Linked DNA regions of Ovis aries: region 1 is linked to region 2. Evidence: chromatin contacts called from public Hi-C data. All regions are on one chromosome and are shown on one strand. The core of a region is the stretch at or near the end of the contact, and the rest is flanking DNA. Distances in the headings are between cores, read along the strand shown.

Region 1 (6,112 bases), core at 1,906-4,405, 240 kb after region 2:
CCTGAGTAAGGCTCTTTGTGTGCTGGGGACACTGTGCTATTGATGGCGGGCAGCTATCGGCTGTGGCCAGGCAGGGGTCAGCCCACCTGGGAGTCTGCCTTATACTCCAAGTGTGGCCGAGCAGGGTGGGGCAAGTGGGCCTGGCCGGGGTTCGGGAGAAGCTGAGAGGGGGGCGTGCCTGCCCTAGCAAGGGGCACAAGGTTGAGGGTGCCCTGGGGGTGACCCTTGGGCTGGGGAGTCACTCCATCTCTTGGGTGGGGACAACTGACCCGGGTCAGGCCAGGAGAAGAGGGGCTGACAGTGTCACGGCCTCTAGTTCTCCCTGTCAACCGCACATTTTCCAACAACTATTCACAACCGAGTGGGAAACCCTCACCGCATTTCCAGCCAACTAGCTGCTGTGTGCTGTCGGCGCCTAGGGCTTTTCTGACACGGAACATGCCATCCTTACTTGGCTTTCGCAGCCACCTCGGAGGAATGCAGGCCTGTTGTGGAGGAGTCTGTGTGCCCTCGGCCCTTCTCTGGGTGGGTAACCATCTCTAAACCTGCAGCCTGCAGATGTGCCAGGAGGTCCAGGGTCCCGCGGCCCTCACCTGTGCTTGCCCTGCCCTCTTTAGCAGTCACCGTCCCCTATGGCTCATACGAGTCCAGTCTTTTGTCTGACCTGGGTTTATTTTTTTCCCATCAAGGGTCCTTGAACTAGACTCCTCAATACAGCCAGCCCAGACAGACCTATCCTGCATTAACTTTCTGACTTGTCCATAAGGATTTCATGATGTATGTGAACATAGGTCCTAAGTGAGCTCCATTTATTCCTTCTACAAAGCGAGGATCTTATTTCTCTGTGCTGGGGAATGGAGGACCACAGTCAGGTAACCTCCCGTCCCTGCCCTGGAAGCTCAAAACCTTGGGGAAGTCAGGTCAGACCATCTGGTTACTGTGAGGTATTGGGAACCAAGGGTTTGGGTACCTTGGAGGCAGCTATGTCCATCTAGGTGGTCAGGGAAGGCTGCCTGGAGGAGGTAGCCTTTTTTTCCTCTCGCTCCAGGTTTATGCATATAACTATCTTGTTTCTTGTATAAAAAAATTAAAATGATTTTTTAAAATATGAGAAGTATTTTAATACCAAGAAAAGAGGAAGGTTTGTGATTTTTATTTAACAGACGAGGGGCAGAGAAGTTTACTCTTATGCTGAATGGCCCATTTCCCATGATTGTTGGGCCGACCATCGGTTTGCTGGGGCACACGCCCTGCCTCTTTGTGAGCCTTGGCGGCTTCCACTCAGGATGCTGTCTTAAGCTTTGGAAGAGGAGTCGAAATGCGGTCTGATCTGACAGCAACACACAGCGGGGCACAATGTGGGTCGCTGTGAACACTGAGGAACTGCAGGTGGCAGCCTGGCCGGAAGGCAGGGTGCCTGGCAGGGAGTGGCTGGAGGTAGGCCAGGCCTCCTGTGCTAAATTAGGGAGTTTGAACTTTATCTCAAAGGATACTGGGAGCTACTGAAGCATTTAAGCTGGAGCAGGACACGGCGAGCAGGTGGAGGAGGTCTGGAGACTAGGACTGGAGGCCGGGGGAAGGGTGTCCAGTGAGCAAGGAGAGAAGCCATGACCTCTGACCCAGGCAGGGCAGAGACACGGAGCACAAGGGGTTGACACAGGGACACTCAGGAGGCAGGGGATAAGGCTGAGCAGGAGGAGGGTGGGCAGCAGCCCCGAGGGTCTGGCTCAGGCCCGGGGTAGGGGGAGCAGCCTGAGGGACACGACTTCCACATCCTTGTGCCAAGGATCTCGGGAGTCCCGCGGGAGTCCCTCCAGCACAAGCCCCGGCAGCGGGACTGGGAGTCAGGCAAGCCTCCTCCAGGAGATGATGACTCTGGTGCATCTCCACCCACTTACCCATCTCACAGCTCTCCTCCGGAGGTTCTCAGAACCCAGCTCAGGTCCCGCGCTGGGAACTTGGATTCCGGTTGCTTGGGCTTCCCGAGAGCACCCAGCTCGGTCACTGCACAGACACTGAGTCGCCAAGCAGGACTAAGTGCAGGGCTCTCTCTGGGGCCTGAGACCTTTCTCTGGAATCCACCTTTTTCAAACTGGCCGTCTGTCTGGAACCTGTCTCCTGGTACTGTTCTTGTTTCCTGACATTTCTCAAAGAGCAGCCTTGAAGCCCCCCCATTCCCACCCAAGTCAATTCCCCTTTTGGTTGGTGGATTTTCTGGGTCCGACTCTTCTCCCTAGAAGGGTGTTCCTCCCTCTTCTGAGCATCAGTGAGGGTGTGCTGCTGGGAGGGGGCTGGTATAGGGGGCTGAGGGGGACGTGATCTGACTCAGGTCCTTCCCCACAGGCAGCTGCACTTTTAGTCTGAAGGGCTGTGAAGAAAACCACATTTGTAAGAAAAACATTTTTGGCTTAGTACACTATATCATATTGCATTATTATCTATCTGCACACACACACACACACACATTTCTGCTTAACTGATGCTCTGGATTAAGTGCGACTACTCATCATTATTAGGTCATTCATCGTGACTGGGTTGACCAAAGCGATCAAGGTGAGCTTAACGAGGTCGAGAGAGCAGCAGCCAAGAGCCCAGCCTGGCTCCTGAGATCCAGAGAGAACAGGCGTCTTTGGGGTGCTGGTCACCTGGGGAGGGGCCTGCTGGGCTCCCCAAGGCCTACAGGAGGGTCTGATTTCTCAGCCAACACACACACACACTCTGCTGGCCCCAGGCCATCTGTCTGCCCACATGACATAAATGCAAAGACGTCTTTTCTCAGACGGGCACGCGGGTCCCCTCGGGGCTGCAGCCCCTGCTGCGCTCCTGGCTGGCTGGAGCGGGTCCCTTAGTCTCCCTTGTCACAACTCACCGGCCTGCAGAACCTCTCCCTCTAGGCTGAGAACTAACCACACTTGACATCTTTTCCTCTTAAAGAAAGGCAGGGGCCCAGGAACTAAGGCAATGCCCAGCACAGACCAGTCTCTGAACAGCTGGGCTGGGTGAAGCAGCTCGGGCGAGAGAGAGGCAGAGAGCCGTCCCAAAGGTCACCACCCCGCCCAGGCTGGGGCACCTGCAGCAGCCCAGGCAGGTGGGCCGCGGTTTCTGTGGGCCGCAGGGCTCGCTGGGAAGCATAGAGCGGGTTATGTCGCCACCTATCGCCCAGTTTGCTCAGCAAAAGTCAGCCAGGGCTCCGGGCCTTGTCTCTAACGGAAAAACCCTCAGACCCTGTTCAGAAGACAGCAACCAGCCTGCGGGCGTGGGGAGCGGGGAGGTCTCTGAGCATGTGGCAGGACAGGCTGCCCTCTCAGTTAGGAGCACTCCAGCTCGGCCCTCACCGCGTGACCCAGGCCCAGACCTTCCTCCCTGGGCTCGGGCCATGGCTCTGAATGAGACGGTGAGGGTCGGGTGGGGAGAGCAAGGCTCACAGAGGAGGACTGAGCACCAGGGCTGGGTGGGGACAGCCAAGCCCTTTGGGAGCCAGAGGCCTGTCCAAACCAGCCCCGCTGTCCCATGATGGGGAGAAGTGGCCCTGACTCAGAAGAGCCCTGGGGCAGTGTCAAAGTCCCTCGAGGCCAGTTTGTTCCTTCCTGGTCAGGGCAGGGCCATTGCTCACCTCCCAGACTCATACCAAGAATGAGCAGCAGCAATGAGGTGAGGGCCCCGGGCGGACCCTCAGGTGGCAGCTATCACCACCCAGCACCACACTGTCCAAGACACCGCGGGGAGGCTGGCTTTGTAACACCTCAACACACACATTTTTGCAAGACTCACCGTCCACAACAGTGCAGGAGGACTGGCTGGCTCCCAGGTTTCCAATTAACTCTCTTGAAACAGCTCCCCATAGAAGGGAGCAGATTTCAAGGGAACCCCAATGCAAAAGCACACGCATTTACCCTCAGGTCACAAAGAACTGCTGTGGCTCCAGAGAACAAACCCAACCCGCACTCTCACTGGCCCAACTGGTCTCAGTGAATAGCTGTCCCTCTACTCAACACAAGTTACACTGGATCTTGCAAAGACAAGGAAGTGTTTTATTTACTTACAACAAAAAAACATCTGTAACATAATTCTCCCTTTTCAAAGCTAAGAGCCCTACAAAATACACAAAGCAATCCCTATTTGTATTCACCCAGGGACGAGAGCAGCAGGAAGGGGGCTGGGACTGGGGAAGAGCCAAGGACTAATTCTATTTGGAAAAACAAGCAATTGCCTTAAAAATAGCTTTGTCCTACTTGTCAGCAGCTGCCCTTTCACCTCCTCTGCGTGAAGACGTGAAACAGAAAGCAGCAGCTGTGAAAACACTCCAGCAGCATCAGTCAAGACAGGGCCGTGGCCTTGGACTGCAGAAACTCAGCCCCTCTTCCAAGCAGGTCGTGCACACAGTCTGCCCCGAGGAGATCCTTCCGGAAAGCGCTCTGCCCACCTCGCATAATGATGGAGAACTCCAGGCAGCTTCTCTTGCTTGTTATTAGCTGCGAAATCTAGGAATCAAACACAGCAGTTAGAAACACAGTGGGACTCAGCTGTCCCAGAGGGCGCCAGAGCCAGTTCCAGGTCTGAGTCCAGACAGGAACCAGGGACAGACAGATGCCCCTAGGGGGCAAGGGCCCTAAGGGGTGGGTCCTGGGAAATGGTGGCCTGTCAATAAGGTGGCTTTGAAACTTCAAGAACATCACCTCAGAAAATCAGAACATAAGGGCCCCTGAGACCATCTAGTTCAATTTTACTGTTCAGATGAAGCCCCCAAATAGATGACTAACTCCTGAGTGTGGGCAGAGCTCTCCTCATTGGTCCATCTCGATTGTTCCACAAGGGCTACACATCCTCAACCACTCGAGGATGTCAAAAGCACTCCCAAAGGGCCAAACGTACAAGCGGCTGCTTTCAGGGGGACACATGGGCGGCACTGACCACTAGGGATGTAACCAGACAAGACGCCTGGACAGGCCTCACCCGGAAGCTCCACAGGATAGCTGGCTTCGCCACGGAGGCCGGTAACTCGGGCGCTGACGGCAGGGACCCGGTGTGGTAGTCTACCCAGAGCCGGGGGGTCCAAGTGGGCTCCCGGCTCCACTATTTCTGGCTCTGTGACCCTGGGCCAGCTGTACCCCTTGCTTCCTCACCTGTCAAACACTCCTACAGGATATACTTCACTGAGCTGTCGCAAGACCAGTACGACCTCGACTGAAGGTGGGAACACAACGAAAGCTGGCGGGACAACCCACTGAGGGCTCTGCAGCCACTGCCTCCCCAGCTGGGCCCAGAACCGTGGGAAATGCTGGGACACAGGGGTGGGCGCTGGCTGACACGCCGGCCCAGCCTGGGGCCCTGGCGCATGTGGGTGTCCAGGGCTGAGGGGCGGGGGTCAGAGTCAAGAACACATCCTTCATTGCCGCCTTGCTGAACAGCAGCTTCAGGGTGGGGGAGAGACACCTGCCTGAGACAGCCCCCTCAACCCAAGCCCTGGGAGAAGCAGGTGGCCAGTGCAGGCAGCAGAGGAGGCCAGTGCTTTCTGAGGATGCCCATCTTGCTGCTCACTTAAATCTACCACGAAGAGTGCTTTTCTGTGCCTCTAAGTGCTGTGGCACTCTGCTGGCTAAGCCTGCTTGGCTGCCCTTTATAGTACATTACAGAAAAACATGACACCAGTGAAATGCAACTGACACACCTCCTGGGACGTTCTTCAGTGGGATAGAGAGATAAACCAAAACACATAACTACTGTGAAGAAAAATCATCAGGCTATGGGGACACAGAAGGACGTCAGTTGTTATTTAACATAAAGTAACCGCAAAGACCTCTCCAAGGAGGCGACATTTAAGTAGACCGAGCTCTGAACAGTCAGAAGGTCTTTCCCGCTTGGAGGAAGGTCAGTGCAAAGGCCCAGAGTCAAGAACATGACTGGAGAGCGTGACAGGTACCAGGTCTGTGTGGGCAAAGTGGAGTGAGCACAAGGAAGAAAGCCAGCAAGGGGGCCTGTCACGCGGGCCACAGAGGCACTGAGAGGGCTTCAGGCTCACTCTCCCCAGTGGAGGTCACTGGAGCTTCTGAGCAGGGAACTGCCTCTTTAGGGATGAGTCTGGCTGCTCTGTGGAAGAGACTGCGGGGCTGAA
Region 2 (6,645 bases), core at 2,566-5,065:
GCGAGTCACACAGCCCGGGAAGGACTTCAGGCTGGGCCACGCGGGGGCTGCGTGACTGCAGCTGGGTCACTTCACCCACCCGCGTCTCCGTTCTCTCAGCAGTAAAATGAGGATGCTAACACCCTCTCCCTTCCCAGGGAGGTTGGACCACTGGGAACAGAGATGCAGAAGTGGAGAGCCATCGCAGACACAGAGCATCCTCGTTCTGTACCCCGCTTCTTCCCTTACATCAGCCTCAGTATATCAGGGGCTTGCCATTTCCCCAAGAGGGAGACCCTCACCAACCACCAGCTAGTCCACTGGCCCATTCCCGACATGCTGGGAGGGAGGGGTGGGCAGCCCTCAGGTGGACCCCTCCCCAACACCCCATCAGCAGAGTCCCTCCAAGGTAGCCAACACCCCTCTCCTCTTTTTCTGGAGTGTTCAAGTGAAAACCTCAAGCCAACTGGTTTTTCTGCTTGCCAGACAGCCAGGCCACGTGATACAGCTGGGGCCGAAGACTCAGAAACATCTCAAGAGTGCTTCTGCCCCTAGACCCAGGGCCCAGGGCCCTGCCCGGAGGCAGATGGTCAAGGGCTGAGGGCCAGGTTCAGATTACCCAGTTAGACAGCAGGCTGGGGTGGGGTGGAGACTCACTTGAAACCACCTTTGAAATGTTACGCTTCTGAATCACCAACATGACGTCAACCCCCTTCCCATTTACCCACCAATTCTAGAAAAACATCCTTCCTGTTCTCCTCCAAGGACCCCTCCCAGACCTTAGGCCAACCCCCTCTCTAGGGCGCAGATGTTCTCCTCACTCCCCTAATGACTATGCTGGCAACAAATGATTACACCACCTGGTGTGTTTAGAGTCCCCAGTGACCTCAGAGCCCTCCTCAGATTAGAACAAAACACCTGCCTGTCACCAGCTGGCTCAAGATGGGGGCCACTTTATTAGGCAAGGCATTGATGAGGCCATGTAATTAGGATGCTTGAAACTGTACTGACTCCAACAGGCTTGTCCTAAGGAGGTGGGGAGAAGCCAGTGTAACCCTGGCTGACCCAGGTACCATGTCCTGGAAGGGGTGACCTAGCCACCAGCTGAACTGACACCTAAGCCTCAGCTAGTGTAACTGACTCTCTCCATGATCATTAAGTAAAATTACTATTGCTCTTTGCACCAGATGAACAAAACATAACCTGGGGCTTCCAGGAACCCCCAGCCTATGGTAGACAAATAGAAGGCCAGACTCTTGACAAATGCTTTGAGAACATGGGGTGGAAGAGATTAGTTTCAACTGGGGAAATCTGGAGAGGTTTGAGAAAGAGGTGGCAGTTATCCTGGACCTTAAAAGATATGTAGGATGGCCAACTGGCTATTTGGATGGTGGCACAGCACTGAAAGTGGGAGAAGGGGATGACAGAGGACGAGGTGGTTGGATGGCATCACCGACCCAATGGACATGAGTTTGAGCAAGTTCCGGGAGACAGTGAAGGACAGAGAAGCCCGGTGTGCTGCAGTCCACAGGGTCGCAAAGAGTCAGACACGACTGAGCGACTGAAAAACAACACAGCATCCCAGTGGGAAGTAGTAGGGGTTGTTTTAGCCACATGTTCCGGGAAACAAGCTCACTCAGGACAATGCAGATAGCGGAGTGCAGCTTATTACACCGGCGGGCCCAAGGTAGAGTCATCTCTTAATCAAGGATCCCAACCAGTTTTTGTGAAAACCTTATATACCCTAAGTGTGCATGCCCAAACCCACCTCCCCAAATTCCCTGAAACTAGTCTGAACAAAGGAAGAGAAAGATACAAAGCTAACCCGTGATTCATATGCCTTAAGCCTAGGTAGTTAACAGTGGACACTTACCAATAGACCTGTGGTCATATACCAATAAGCATAATTAAATTTATGATTCTATTTGGTTACACAGATAATTAGGGTATTCTTTTAGGCAATGGAGAGTCTAGGTATGAGCCCTGGGGTTCTTCCATCCTGCGGGGGGCCCCTGGTTTTCCAGTTGGTATGTCGTTTCTATAGATACTGGGCATAGAGCTTAAAGTCCACAGTCCGGCCCAAGATGGAGTCCTGCTTTCAAGATGAAGCCTGTTCTGTCTGTTCCCTCCTTCAGGGTAAGGACCTGAAAGGAGGTGTGTAGTGTAGTCTTTGGGGGTGCCTGGTTGGTCTGCACCACGTGCCTTATAGGCGCTTAGTTCCTCAACAGAAATTGACTCAGGATCCTCAGCAGTGAGAACGCAGAGTCCTAACCACTGGACCACCAGGGAATTCCCCTTGATGTTTGTTTGTTTTTAAACAGATAAGCTATTTATTTATTTGGCTGTCTTTGGTCTTAGTTGTAGCATGCAGGATCATATATATATATAATTTCATTTGCTTGTTTTCGGCTGTGCTGGGTCTTCGTTGCTGCGTGAGCTTTTCTCTAGTTGCGGCGAGCAGGGGCTACACTTTGTGGCAGCTCAAGGGCCTCTCATTGTGGTGGCTTCTTGTGTTGCAGCTCCTGGGCTCTAGGACACAGGCTCAATAGTTACAGCGCAGGGGACCAGTTACTCAGTAAAATGTGGGATCTTCCCAGACCAAGGATAAGACCGGCATCTCCTGCATTGCAGGCAGAGATTCTCCACCACTGAGCCACTAGGGAAGCCCATGCAGAATCTTTGTTGCAGCATGTGGGATCTAGTTCCCTGACCAGGTGCCAAACCCAGGCCCCTGCATCGGGAGCACGGAACCTTAGCCACTGGACCACCAAGGAAGTCCCTCCCCTGATGGTTTCTGAGCAGAATGCCTTAGAAAGAGCAGCTACTCTTGTAACTGCTGAAGGCTCGACTGCTGCGGAAGCCAGCTGAGACTTGAGACGTCGCCACTGCCACCATTAGCCCAGACAAGGAAGAGAACATGGCAGCCCGTCAGGGTTCCAAAAACGGGATGACATCCCTGCACGATGTGCTGAGCGGATGGGAGGATTATTTTTAATATTTAATATTTCTCTGCTGATAAATGGGGGGCGTGGTGAGCACAGCTGAACCCAATACAGCTCAGTGCACTAAGCAAATACCCTCTCTAGTACAAACAACTGGCCTCCCACCTTGACTCGCAGACCGGAGAGTCCGGTTCCACAGCTTGTGAAAGTTATTTGCCTCGGTTTCCCCATCTGTAAAGGGCGGGGAGGCAGGCAGGTTGGCAGGTTGGAGACGACCTCTAGAGTCTCTCCAAGCTCCTTCTAGAGTCGACTTCAAGATTAGTGAGGGGTGTTCTGCTCCTTCTGGCCTGCCTGGGCCCGCGGCAGTGGAGCACGGCGCCTCCAAGCTGGCGTCTCGGTGAGGGGAGCCACTCCTGCCGCCCCCCGCCGCACAGAAAACACCGCACCTACCCAAGGCGGCGCTAGAGGGCAGAGGAGCAGGCCGCAGATGGGCCAGGCAGGGACTTCAGCGGCTTGCCAAGGATCTGCCCCGTGGCCAGAGTTCAAGCCCAAACCCGTGACTACATCCTGAGCGACCGAGACCAGACTCCGAAACGAAAGCTCCAATTCTCGGCAGAGGTTCTCCACTTGGGAGGAGCCGGTGGGAGCTTAGCCGGGTAGGGTCAGAGTGTTGGATGGCTCCGCCCGGAGCGTGGCCAGGGGCGGGGAATCTCGCCTGTGGGCGTGGCAGCCGCAGGGTTACGTACGGACGCAAGGGGCGGAGCCTAGAAGAGAGACCGGTTTCCGGGATTACGTGAGGAGACGTGAGCGAAGGCGGGGCGCTCTGTGCTAGGGGGCGGGGAGAAGCCGGAGCTCCGGCCGGAATTGGGCGGGGCCCTGAGCGAGGCGGAGCCTAGGGGGCAGCACGAGGTGCGCGCCGGGTAGCAGATCCTGGAGATGCTCCGCTGGACGCGCGCTTGGACGCTCCCCTATAGGGGGATCGGCCCCTCCAGTTCCAGCTTCTCCAGACTGCCTATCGCACCCAGCAGCAGTCAAGGCGGCACCGAGCCGAGGTCAGTCAAGGGCGTCCCCTGGGAGGCCGTCCCTCGCTCCTCCCCCCCTCGCCTCCCCCTACCCTCCCAGTTTGTCCCAGTTGGCTCCGTTTCCTCCGCTTGGGCCCTCCCTCTCCCAGGCCGCTCACTTCCCCTGCCGGCTCAGACCCTTGCCCCACCCTCGATCCTCCCGTCAGACCGGTGCCGCTTTCCTACAAGCTTCTGGACGGCGAGGCAGCTAGCCCGCCCCTTGTCTTTCTGCATGGGCTCTTCGGCAGCAAAGCCAACTTCAACTCCATCGCCAAGGCCCTGGCTCAGCAGACAGGCCGGAGGGTGAGCTTCTGGAGTCGGCGGGGCCCTGAGGGAGGTGGGGTCTGGGTGGGCGGGGCCCTCGAGGAGGCCGAGGTGTGGCCAGCTTCTCTGTCCCTAACGCTTGGGAGAGGCGGGTCTCTCTGATAAGAAATCAAAGAGATTGACCTTCTGAGGATGGAGGACCCAGGCCCACGACGAACCCCATTCATTCCCTGGTGCTTTCACCCACCCAGTCCTTCATTCGTAATATAGATCTCCATCTGTGTGCGCCACCCTGACTTAGCCTCTGCTCTCAGATACCTAGGCACCAACATCCTGCCCACTAAGGGGGCCAGACCCTGCTTGTTCACCAGGGATGACAGGGGCTTTCCACCTCCTGCAGCCGCCCGCCCTGCTGTGCTCCAGCTGTTGCCAGTTCTTGCTGTCTGCTTTCTCTGTAGCTGCCAGCCAGCTAGGCCAAATGTCTGGAGACATGGTCACACACCTTGGGCCTTCTGGCACAGTGGCTCTGGTTCTTCATCTGGGCCTCCAAGGTCTGAGAACGGGGGTCTTCGCAGCATCTGGGCCCTTTCCCCCTTCTGGATCTCCCATACCCCAGGCTCTCCACCTCCCTCAGCCTGCAGATCTTCCAGGCTTTTGGCTCTGCCCTGACTGTGGGTGCCAGCGCTGCCCCCCACCTCCCACTTTCCCAGGTGCTGACAGTGGATGCTCGGAACCATGGTGAGAGCCCCCACAGCCCAGACATGAGCTACGAGGCCATGAGCAAGGATCTGCAAGACCTACTGCCCCAGCTGGGCCTGGTGCCCTGTGTTCTCATTGGCCACAGCATGGGAGGCAGGACCGCCATGCTGCTGGCACTTCAGAGGGTGAGCTGTCCCTCTCCAGGGCTTCCTCCTATCTGTTGTCAACCCTGAGGGCCCAGCAGGCAGCCTGGAACTCCAGCGAGCCTTGGATGGCTGAGTTCCAGATCCAGGAACCTGCCCTAAGGTGCCCAGTCTGCTTCTCTCCTGCAGCCGGAGCTGGTGGAGCGCCTGATTGCCGTGGACATCAGCCCAGTGGAGACCACGTCCAGCTCGAACTTCCCAAACTATGTCGCAGCCATGAGGGCCGTGGACATGGCGAATGAGGCGTCCCTTTCCAGCGCCAGAAAACTGGCCGACGAAAGGCTCCGCTCTGTTATCCAGGTAATGCACGCAAGCCCCTGCGTGGTGTTGTGGGCAGAGGAAGAGTGGCAGCCCCAGGCCTCACACAGAGCCCCCCACCCCGCAACTGCGGGACCCCCACAGAGCGCAAGCATGCGGCAGTTCCTGCTCACCAACCTGGTGGAGGTGGATGGGCGCTTTGTGTGGAGGCTGAACTTGGATGCCTTAGCCCAGCACTTGGACAAGATCTTGGACTTCCCCGCACGACAAGAAACCTACTCTGGGCCAACCCTCTTCCTCCGGGGTGGAAACTCTCAGTTCCTGCCGTAAGTCAGGCTGGGTGGTAGAGACGGGCATACCCGACTCACCCAGCCCCTCAACCTGCCTTGGGGAGGGCTGGGGTGTGAGTAAGGGGTGCCTGAAAACCAGAAACACCACTGGGCACACAGACTCACGTGGCTCTCCCTCTCTCCCCGCTTGGCCTCTGTGTCCCTCCTTCTCTCTCCACTTTCCTCCTGTCATCCCTTCTCGGCTGCCTTCTCTCTGGTGTTCAGTCTCAGCCACTACCCTGAGATTAGGCGGCTGTTCCCTCGGGCCCAGATGCAGACCGTGCCGAACGCTAGCCACTGGGTCCACAGCGACCGCCCGCAGGACTTCATGGCGGCAGTCCAAGGCTTCCTGGCCTAAGGGTTGCTGGCCAGAGGGGACGTGAAACCCCAGGCGTCAAGGCTCTGCGTGCTGCTCCTTGTTTCTGTACAGAAGCACTCAGGTGGGCACTCCAAGGGCACGTGGGTGCAGAAGGGGTCAGACCTCAAACTTTAATGAATAAAGACACTCCTCCCAAGGTCTTGGGCTGAGCTTTCTCACCGCCAGCGTCCCCACCGACTCAGGGGGAATCGGATCCAGTGGGTCCTGACAGTTCCAGGGTCCACGGGGGCTCCCGGAGCATCCCGGGACTCTCTCTGCAGCTGACTCTCAACCTGCTGCCTCACCAGCCGTTGCATGTCCTCCTGGGGGCCAGGAGAGCAGGGTCAGGGGCCAGGCTTGTGCTTGTCTGGCCCTGCCTCCCAGGCCCGGCTGGCAAGCCCACCTTACCTCCCAGGCCTCCACCTCCTGCCTCAGTCTCAGCTTCTCCTCCAGAACTTCCAGCAGCTGGGCCTCCACAGCACGCAGCTTGGCTCTGCACGTGTCCAGCTCAGCCTCCACGGCCCGCTTCCTGAGCGGGGCAGAGAGCAGCCT

The links. A called contact is a pair of places that touch in the nucleus more often than the background predicts.
Region 1: a Hi-C map of liver shows a contact between it and region 2, with 7 times the contacts expected there. The contact joins the enhancer-like site here to the promoter of ABHD11 in region 2. A contact is called at or near these places in 4 of 16 Hi-C or Micro-C datasets (blood, liver, mixed tissues and 1 more).

What each region holds. Positions count from the first base shown.
Region 1 is chr24:34,234,901-34,241,012 of ARS-UI_Ramb_v3.0, forward strand. FKBP6 (FKBP prolyl isomerase family member 6 (inactive)) reads right to left here. Exons shown (of 9, transcript XM_042240153.2): 9 at 4,011-4,481. Among named protein-coding and RNA genes, the nearest start is that of FKBP6, 23 kb to the right of the region's middle. Within about 2 kb of position 3,156, at least 22 of the 54 cell types and tissues checked have an H3K27ac peak or open chromatin away from gene starts, as enhancers often do. A contact at or near this core is called in liver, where this site is marked.
Region 2 is chr24:33,991,010-33,997,654 of ARS-UI_Ramb_v3.0, forward strand. ABHD11 (abhydrolase domain containing 11) reads left to right here and starts at 3,816. Exons shown (of 5, transcript XM_027961310.2): 1 at 3,816-3,973; 2 at 4,093-4,285; 3 at 5,278-5,448; 4 at 5,551-5,732; 5 at 5,961-6,250. The coding sequence starts at 3,858. The coding sequence ends at 6,093. It overlaps LOC105607861 (BICD family-like cargo adapter 1), which reads right to left. Exons shown (of 5, transcript XM_042240132.1): 4 at 6,502-6,622; 5 at 6,200-6,416. The coding sequence ends at 6,270.